2 separate regions of the Callithrix jacchus genome follow, and region 1 is linked to region 2. The links are chromatin contacts, called in public Hi-C maps. All regions are on one chromosome and are shown on one strand. The core of a region is the stretch at or near the end of the contact, and the rest is flanking DNA. Distances in the headings are between cores, read along the strand shown.

Region 1 (4,858 bases), core at 1,271-3,770, 200 kb before region 2:
CCCAGAGTGCTAGAATTACAGGCTTGAGCCACTGCACCCGGCGAGCAGTTTTTAATCTCATGTATGACAGTTATTTCTGTGTCAGACACACATAGTCATGTGTGCATTCCTCCTGGGCTGTGGGCCCCTTGAAACAAAGTTCATGTGTAAATACCATTTTATCATCAACAGAACTAGTGCAAAGCCCCCAAATGTGCCAGACAATCAGTGAATATTTGCGGAATTTGAGAATCAATAATAATTCCTAAGATATATTAAGTACCAGCCCTGAACTAAGCTTTAACTTTTAGAGGTAACTTGAATTTCTTTTCTTTTTTATTTTTTTAAGTTTCTTAACTTGCTTTAGTTGAACTTAAGTTTTCCTACCAAAAAAGGTAAGTCAAAGCATGGTGGCGCATGCCTGTAGTCCCAGCTACTCAGGAGGCTGAGGCAGGAGAATCACTTGAACCTGGAAAGCAGAGGTTACAGCGAGCTGAGATTGTACCATCGCACTCCAGCCTGGGTAACAAAGCAAGACTCTGTCTCAGAAACAGTTTTCCAAAAGGAACGAGGTCTTGCTCTCTCACTCAGACTGGAGTGCAGTGGCGTGATCATAGCTCACAGCAGTCTTGAATTCCTGGGCTCAAGCAATCCTCCCATTCCACCTCAGCCTCCCAAGTAGCTGGGACTACAGGTGCACACCACCCTGCCCAATTAATTATTTATTTTTTGTAGAAACTAGGTTTTGCTCTGTTGTCTACACTGGTCTCCCACTTTGACCTCCGAAAGTGCTAGGATTACAGGCTCCACCTTGTCGAGCCACGAACTCACACTGGACCCCAGGCAACTGGATTCTATTATCTGTGTGCCTAACCACCAGGCTGCACTGCCCAAGTCAAACTGACTCCTGCAGCCTCAGGCCTCAAACATCATCAGCTTGGTTTTCTTCACTTCAGAGATGAGGAACAGAGAGGTGCAAGTGTTAATAACAGTAGAACTAGGACCAGAGCTCTGGATTCCAGGCTCCCAGTCCAAGGGCAAGCACATTCTCGTGGTTGTCTCTCAAAGCAAGGCACCCTTGGGGAGCTTGCATGAGCTGCGAGGGCCTTCGAGTGCTATTTACTTAGCTAGGTGTGGACTCTGCCTGGCTCCTGGGCTATTGTCTGCACAGCAAATGTCACCCAGCCCCCAACCACAACCAAGGAATGGGAACAAAGACCAAAAAAAAACCAAAAACCATTCTTTTGCTGGTTTCAGACACCTTGACATGATTTTCAGTTTCTATCTAATAAAATGCAAATTACTGAAAGAAGGGGTCACTGAGTTTACTGAGAAGTGTCACATCCTAAAAGCAGTGGATTAGGCCTGGATCTTTTCCATGACTGGCCAACCTCCAGGACACAGGGCAAGGAATCTAGATTTGAATCCCAGTTCCATTAGCCGGGCATGGCGGCATGCACCTATAGTCTCAGCTATGTGGGAGACTGAGGTGGGAAGATCATGTGAACCTGGGAAGTAGAGGCTACAGTAAGCTGTGATGGCACCACTGTACTCCAGCCTGAGCAACAGAGTGAGACCCTGTCTCAAAAACATAAGACCCCAGTTCCACCACTGACTAATTTCATGGTCATGGGCTTAACTTCAGGGGGCCTCATTCTCCTCTGAGAAACGGAGCCAATTCCTAACTTGCAGGAACCAAAGAGAGATCAGATGCCAAGTGCTCACACAGTGCCTGGCACATGTCCAACACTCTTTAGCTATCCTTCCTAAAGTTGACTTATTTCAGACATCCTCATGTATGTCTCTCTGAAAATAAAGGGAACTTTAAAGTATAGAAGATAAAAACAAGGCTTACTGTTTTTCCCTACTCTGTCTTACCTGGCTTTTTCCTGGAAACGGGTTCCAAGAACTTTTAGAAGTAGAAAGTGGACAAATAAGAGAGATTTTAATCTGTAAAAACAACCCTACAGATTCCCTCTTTCTCAGGGAGGACACTGCCTGCAGCTGGAAGCTAATCCACTTAATCAGTAACTTTAGCTCCCTGATCAGTTTCCAACAAGCAGTTCCTGTTCTTGAACCAGGATATGCAAACATGGGCAGTTACTGGAAGAGAGGTTTCAGGGCCTCTGGGATTTCGTCAGCTGCTCACTCTCCCAGGAGAGCTGTGGGACCTGTCAAGCAGGTGGCCAAGGACAGAAGGCAAGCTAAACATTTCAAGGTCTACTGGGCCTCCCCCTTTTCAGCTTTTAATTCAGGCAGAACACATTTAAGAAATGCCAAGAAGGAAACAGTGTGGATTTATGGCTGCCAAGCCAAGTGGGGTGCAGAAAGAAAACAAGAGGAAATACAAAAGGTCGTCTACCTCATTTTTCAAAGTGAGGAGGCAGGACAGGTACACAGAGCATAGCCTTGTCCCATCTTTGGAGCCCTGGGTTCCATCCCAGCTCCTGATCCCAGAGATATCTCTCCTGGGCCTCCAAGGGAGATCAGTAACACTGTCCAAGCCCCAGAGACCTGAAGCGCTTTCCCAGGGAAGTGAAGGTGGTGAGTGTGTAAAATTTAAGGCCAAATGCAGAAATGGAGAAGGATATTCTCTCATTCTCTCTCTCTCTCTCTCTCTCTCTCTCTCTCTCTCTCTCACACACACACACACACACACACACACATCCTGTCTCCCATTTAAAAACAAAGTTATTGCCGGGCACGGTGGTTCAAGCCTGTAATCCCAGCACTTTGGGAGGCCGAGGCGGGTGGATCACGAGGTCAGGAGATCGAGACCATCCAGCTCAACATGGTGAAACCCCATCTCTACTAAAAATAAAAAAAATTGGCTGGGCATAGGGCACGTGCCTGTAATCCCAGCTACTCAGGAGGCTGAGGCGGGAGAATTGCCTGAACCTGGAGGCGGAGGTTGCGGTGAGCAGAGATCGCGCCATTGCACTCCAGCCTGGGTAACAAGAGTGAAACTCCGTCTTAAAAAAAAAAAAAGTTATTGATTAAGGTTAGGTGCAGTGGCTCATGCCTGTGATACCAGCACTTTGGGAGGCCAAGGCAGGTAGATCACCTGAGGTCAGGAGTTCGAGACCAGCCTAGCCAACATGGTGAAACCCTATCTCTACTAAAAGTACAAAAGTTAGGTGGGTGTAGTGGCAGGCAACTGTAATCCCAGCTACTTGGGAGGCTGAGGCACAAGAATTGCTTGATCCTGGGATGTGGAGGTTGCAGTGATCTGAGATCACACCACTGCCCTCCAGCCTGGGTGACAGAGCAAGACTCCATCTCAAAAAAAAAAAAATTATAGATATCTTTATAAAGGAAGTGTTGAAGGGGCTGGAGTGAATGTAGGAAGGAGACAAGGGATAAGAGTTAAAATAAGTATCTACAGAAATCTAGAAGGATCTTCTTATACTGACTTGGGGACAGTAGCAGGTGTTAAGGCTGAATATATTTTTTTCTTTAGTTTCAAGTCATTTTTAGTACCAGATGAACTATTATTGCTTTCTTGAAATTCTGTCTCAGGTGCAGGTGGCATCTGGCTTCTTTGGCAGGGAAAAGAGGCAAGAAGAAAAGAAGCTAAATTTTGTGCAAACTCTTACTCATCCTTCAAAGCCCATTTGAATATCCTCTCCTTTATAAAGTCTTCCCTGATGGCCCTGGGGAGCCAAGCATCTTTCTCTTTCCTCAGTATCACCACTTAGGGATGGTTACAGTTACATTGCATTGGAACTATTTGCATGTCTCTCTCCTCTTCTGGATTCTGCTCCCCTGAGAGCAAGATAAAGGCAGCACAGTGTTCAGGATGAATTCATGACTCCAAATCCAAGCTTTTCTGGCAGTGGTTATGATCACGATGCTAGAAATATCAGTTTATTGCAGTTGTAATGGCTAATCATACTCAGCTTCTGGACACCAAATAAAAAAACACTGAATGCAAATGATTGAACACAGGTAAAGGGTGGTGAATTTCAGGAGAACCTCAAGTCTGCACAAAAGCAAATTGTTCTCCTCCCTCTTATGCTGGTACCTGAGAGAGTGTGGGACACTGCCTTCTACCTTGGTCAAGATTAGAGGAGTCCCTTTATTTTTTATTTATTTTTTTGAGACAGTTTCTCCCTTGTTGCCCAGGCTGGAGTGCAACGGCACGATCTCAGCTCACCACAGCCTCTGTCTCCTGGATTCAAGTGATTCTCCTACCTCAGCCTCCAGAGTAGCTGGGATTATAGGCATGCACCACCATGCCCGGCTAATTTTTTATATTTTCAGTGGAGATGGGGTTTCACCATGTTGGCGAGGCTGGTTTCAAACTCCTGGCTTCAGGTGATCTACCTGCATCACCCTCCCAAAGTGTTGGGATTACAGGAGTGAGCCACTGCCCCAGGCCAGAGAAGTCCCTTTAGAAAGCTGTGTTTTCTTCCTTGACATGTACAAGTTAAAAAAAAAAAAAAAAGAAAATGGTGTTTTCGGCCAGGTGCAGTAGCCCCCCCCCCAAAAAAAAAGGCTTGGGGAAAATCACTGAAAACACAGTTTTCTTTCCTTTTTTTTTTGACTATGTTGCCCAGCTGGAGTTCAGTGGCATGATCTCAGCTCACTGCAACCTCTGCCTTCTGGCTTCAAGCAGTTCTCCTGTCTCAGCCTCCCAAGTAACTGGGACTACAGACAGGCGTGTGCTACCACACCCAGCTAATTTTTGTATTTTTAGTAGAGATGGGGTTTCACCATGTTGGCCAAGATGGTCTTGATTTCTTGACCTCATGATCCACCTGCCTTGGCGTCCCAAAGTATTGGGATTACAGGCATGAGCCACCACACTGGCTCCCAAGACTTTTTTTTGTTTTTGTTTTTTTTTTGAGACGGAGTTTCACTTTTGTTACCCAGGCTG
Region 2 (5,070 bases), core at 1,620-4,119:
GTCTGAAAGTGTGGCGTCCTCTAGTTCTCCGAAATCCTTTTATTTGTGATGACAATTTTATACTTACAATAATCTTATGAGGTAGATATTATTTTTATCACTACTTTATAAAATAGAACACTTATACTTAGTGGGAGATTATATACTTGTCTGGGACATTTAGTTAGTAATTGAAGATTTGGACTTAAACCCAGGTTGATGTAATTCTAAAGACTTTGTCCTTATCACTGTAGCACACTACTTCCCTGGACAAAGGAGTCCATGATTTAAGGACTCAAGAATCCAGAATTCTCTTTCAAGTTCTAACACCAATAAGTCCAAATGATGTTGCAGAGACCATTCAATTTTAGTTTCCTATAATATAAGCCAGAGTCTGAGATTGCAGTTCACTGACTTTTTTCTGTCTATTCAAGTCTGGTTTTGAGCCCCTCTAGTGATTTTTTTATTACATATTTTTAAATTCTGGAATTATTATTATTTTTTTAATTGATATTCTCCATTTGGTAAGACATTGTTCATGTTTTCCCTTAATTCCATAGTTTCCATTGAACTTTTTTTTTGAGATGGAGTTTTGCTCTTTTTGCTTAGGCTCCAGTGCAATGGTGCGATCTCGGCTCACTGCAACCTCCGCTTCCTGGGTTCAGGCAATTCTCCTGCCTCAGCCTCCCGAGTAGCTGGGATTACAGGCACACACTACCATGCCCAGCTAATTTTTTGTATTTTTAGTAGAGACGGGGTTTCACCATGTCGACCAGGATGGTCTTCATCTCTTGACCTCGTGATACACCAGCCTCGGCCTCCCAAAGTGCTGGGATTATAGGCGTGAGCCACTGCGCCTGGCCTAGAGACAGGGTTTGATCATATTGATCAGGCTAGTCTCCAACTCCTGACCTCAGGTGATCTGCCGGCCTTGGCTTCCTAAAGTGCTGGAATTATAGGTGTGAACCACTGCGCCTGGCCTGAACACGTTTTTAATGGTTGATTTAGTATCTTTGTCTAGTAAGTCCAATATCTTGATTTCCTAACGGTCAGTTTCTATTACTGCTTTTTTCCCCAGTGTATGGACAGTACTTTCCTGTTTTTATTTGTGTCTCATCATTTTTTTTGTTGAAAACTGGACATTTTAGGTAATATAATGTGGCAACTTTAGAAATCAGATCTCCCTCTATAGTCCTAGAGTTTGTTGTTGTTGTTATTGCCTTTTTTGTGTTAGTGACTTTCCTAAACTCTTTAAAATCTCGATTCTTTGTTATGTGTAGCTACTGAAGTGTGCTCAGTTAGCTTAGTCCTCAGCTAAAGATTTGATAGGATTCCTTCAATGCCTTGAACTACTTACTACATTTCCCAGCCTTTGCTGAAGAGTTCCCTGTGTATGTTTGGGCACACCTTCAGCACTCTGGTAGTTTACAACTCTTAGCCTTCACTTCCCGTTTGTGTAGAACCTCAAGGACAGCCAGATGAGAGATTAGGAGCTTCTTGGGTTCTTCTTGGGTATGCACACAGTACTGCACATTTATAGATTCCCAGGGATATTTTGGAGTTTTAAAAACCCCCTATAGACATCTCATTCTCCAGAATTTTCTTTTAAGATTTTTTATTAAACTCTTATTTACCCAGTATGTATCGCTGCATCAGGCAGTTTGATGTTAAGCAGTTGCCACTGCTTTTATTTGAGAGATGCCTTGTGAAGAGGGTTGCTCACATTGAGCTACCTCTGAGTTACGTCAAATATAGTCTTGTGAATGGAACTTCTCTAGGGAGCTGCCAGACAAGTCAAGTAGTGGTAATTTTCTGGGGGTAGGGTATTTTTGAAGAGCTCCAAACAATTCTGACCCCTCTCTTTGCTTCTAAGCTTCTGATTTTCATATCTATTGTGGTGAGAAGGCTGCTGGTTTTTAAGTTGATCACATAGGTGGGGAAAAGGGATAGAAATAGTACAAGTTAAAAACCCCACAAAGCTTGCTACTTTTACTGAGACTCGGCTGTTGGTACAATTTGTTGGTTAATTTCCAAAATCCTGAAAAAGTTGATTTTGACAAGTTCTGCTAGTGTTCTCATTGTTTTGTGGAAGAACAGATTTTTGGAAGACTTTACTCTGCCATTTTGGAAGTCCTTTTCCACAGTTTAATTTATGGGAAAGTACAAACAACCACTGTGAAGGAAATGGTAAGTAGGAGAGTGAAAGCGAAAGCAGGGAGGCTAATGATGTAGCTAACTTGTACTAGAGTACTGGTGGTGGAAATGAAGAGAAGCTGAGGGATTTGGGATATGCTTGGTAAAGGGTTCAGTGAACTTTGTGAGTGAAAGGCACATCCTCATAACAATCATCTGTTATAGGTGGTGCTATCTATATTTTAAAGGTAAAGTAAGGTTCAGAGAAATTTAAGTAATTTGCCCACAGTTACAGAGTAGGAAAAAAATTAGAATGAGAACCTCTATTTAATCTAACTCCAAATTGTTTTAACATCTTTACATTCTGTCTCATGACATTAAAATCAGTTATGAGTCAAACACTGTATTTAGAATAAATATTAACAATTAAATTATCTTTTTTATGTAATTATTTTGCGTAATTTTAGTCTTGTTTTTAAGGAGATGAAAAGTTTTTCTGCTTTGTGTAGACAGTTGGAATGATAATCAGGAAAGGGGATTTTTTTTTTCATATGTAAGAAAGTGATGCTTTCTTTAAATTTAAGCAAAAGTTTATATTCTAACAATAGGAGATAAAAAAATATATTTACTTCTACCCTTCTAAGATCTTAGGTGAGGCCCCTATAACAAATGAGATTAGCAAGATAAAAGCATTTAAGTGAATTTAATATAAGTTTTACATGACACGAGAGACTTTACAAGGGAAGGAAGACCCAAATCAATAGTTAAGCCTGAGCATTTTTATCCTAGTTTGATAAGCAGTGGAAAATTGTGAAAAAATGTGACAGGACAATGTGGGTATAAGCTAGAGGTAATAAACTGGGGAGAAACTTATTAAGGCCCGTTTGGATTCTTCTCAGTATCCCTCTGTTTTCAGAGAGAAGGATATTCCTTTCCGTCAAGTTTAAGGACAGTGTTAGTACCTGCTTCAGAGGAAGGTCAGAGAGTTCTTCCAGCACTTACCGTTTCTCAAATTACTTCAGCTTAAAATATTTGATATACCTAGGCACCACATTTTGGAGTAGCTACCTGTTACTACCGTATGCTAAATCCATCAAAGGCAATTGGCATTTCTTCTCATGTTACGTTCATTACCAGAACAGTTGTTATTACCTATTATCTTTGGCAATAAATGGTTCATTGTTATTACATAGTTTATTATTTTATACGCCTTAAAGACATGATTTTATGACAGGCTTATAATTTGCATTTGAATCTGTGTTCAGGTCTTTTTGGTCAGTCTGTACATTGCATGTATATATATACACATATAAATTTTTTAAATTACCAAAGTAACTCAAAGATACTTTTGGAAAAATTTCAAACAATAAAAATTATATTCCCCTCTTGGCTTATTGCTCACTCTATTCCCCATTCCAGTCCCTAGAGTTAACTGTTTTTATTCGGTTTAAATATTTTTGGAGACATTTTACAATATATCTGTAACTTCATACACATAAACACATGTACTCACAGACATACCCCTACATACATCTTAAAGAAAAGGGATACTTAGAACAATTAAAAAATTGACAATTATCTATATGGAGTACAATGTGATGTTTTGATCTGTGTATACATTATGGAAGGATTCAGTCAAGCTAATTAACACATACATTGCCTTACCAAATTTATTTATTTGTTTTTATGGTGAGAACATTAAAAATCTATTTTAGCAGTTTTGAGTTATACATTTTTATTAACTGTGACCACCATGCAATTTAATAGACCACTAACATTTATTCCTCCAGTCTAACTGAAACTTTATATCCTTATCAACATCTTCCTAAAATGAGATACTTTTTAAATGTTAGATTTGCAGTGTGCTTATTTTTCTCTGGGCAGTTTACATGTAATTTATTTTTAACAGCTTCATAATATTTCATATTATAAATACACCAATTTAATATTTTTTAGTTTTTACTTAAAAAGAAAATAAAAATCTATAAGACGAGATTAGCCCTCGTTTGGTGGTTCTAGTGGGGGAGTGCAGCTCCTCCTATACCTTTCATCAGAGGACTGTCTTCCTCTGTGGGGGAAAATCATTGTCTTTTACTGAGTGTGCTGTTATAAGAGATGAGGTAAAAAAGTGATTGAAAAGTTTCTGTTACATGTGTCTTCTAAAGTACATGTTAGAAGACACAAAGATGTGTTTGTTTCTTTGTTTTTCAAGAAAAAAACCACAAAGAAAAGTGTTTTCTAACTGCCACCATTTGATTGGTAACTTTTCTATTTGGTATTGAAATGACTCTCTTCAGGCCACTGATCGTTGTTTGTTTATTTATTTATACATTTAGTTTTTATTTTACTATTGTTGATCAAAGAGGAGAATTACAGTTTTTCCAAAAGGGATTTTTCTCATAAATGTTAGCCTAAAGTGATGTTAGAATCCACAGCGTCTCCTTGGAAACCAGGCTTTTGTGGTATAGAAACAACTACTTTAAAATGGATGCTGTGTCCTTAGGAAGTGATTCAGGAGGTCTGGCAAGAAGAGAAGTCAAGCTGTGAAGGAAATTCAGAAAGGAGCTCAATTATTTATGTTTTCAGGTTTGTCATAATTTGTTTTAAGAATGTTTCATTCCAATTACTAAGTTATAAGCATATGTTAAGCAATAAATTTTATTTCCAACTCTCAGATAGTATGTGTATCACTAAGGAGTGTAGATGCATGTTTTTTTTGAGACAGAGTTTCGCTCTTGTTACCCAGGCTGGAGTGCAATGGCACAATCTCGGCTCACCGCAACCTCCGCCTCCTGGGTTCAGGCAATTCTCCTGCCTCAGCCTCCTGAGTAGCTGGGATTACAGGCACGCGTTACCATGCCCAGCTAATTTTTTGTATTTTTAGTAGAGACGGGGTTTCACCATGTTGACCAGGATGGTGTCGATCTCTTGACCTTGTGATCCACCCGCTTAGGCCTC

What was found. A called contact is a pair of places that touch in the nucleus more often than the background predicts.
Region 1: a Hi-C map of induced pluripotent stem cells shows a contact between it and region 2, with 6 times the contacts expected there. The contact joins two enhancer-like sites. A contact is called at or near these places in 3 of 3 Hi-C or Micro-C datasets (induced pluripotent stem cells and skeletal muscle).

The regions. Positions count from the first base shown.
Region 1 is chr1:199,499,968-199,504,825 of calJac240_pri, reverse strand. All of the region lies in intron 1 of ZNRF3 (zinc and ring finger 3), which reads right to left. Among named protein-coding and RNA genes, the nearest start is that of ZNRF3, 13 kb to the right of the region's middle. Within about 2 kb of position 2,520, at least 6 of the 16 cell types and tissues checked have an H3K27ac peak or open chromatin away from gene starts, as enhancers often do.
Region 2 is chr1:199,304,865-199,309,934 of calJac240_pri, reverse strand. The region is part of intron 1 of TTC28 (tetratricopeptide repeat domain 28); the gene reads left to right. Among named protein-coding and RNA genes, the nearest start is that of TTC28, 65 kb to the left of the region's middle. Within about 2 kb of position 2,869, at least 3 of the 16 cell types and tissues checked have an H3K27ac peak or open chromatin away from gene starts, as enhancers often do.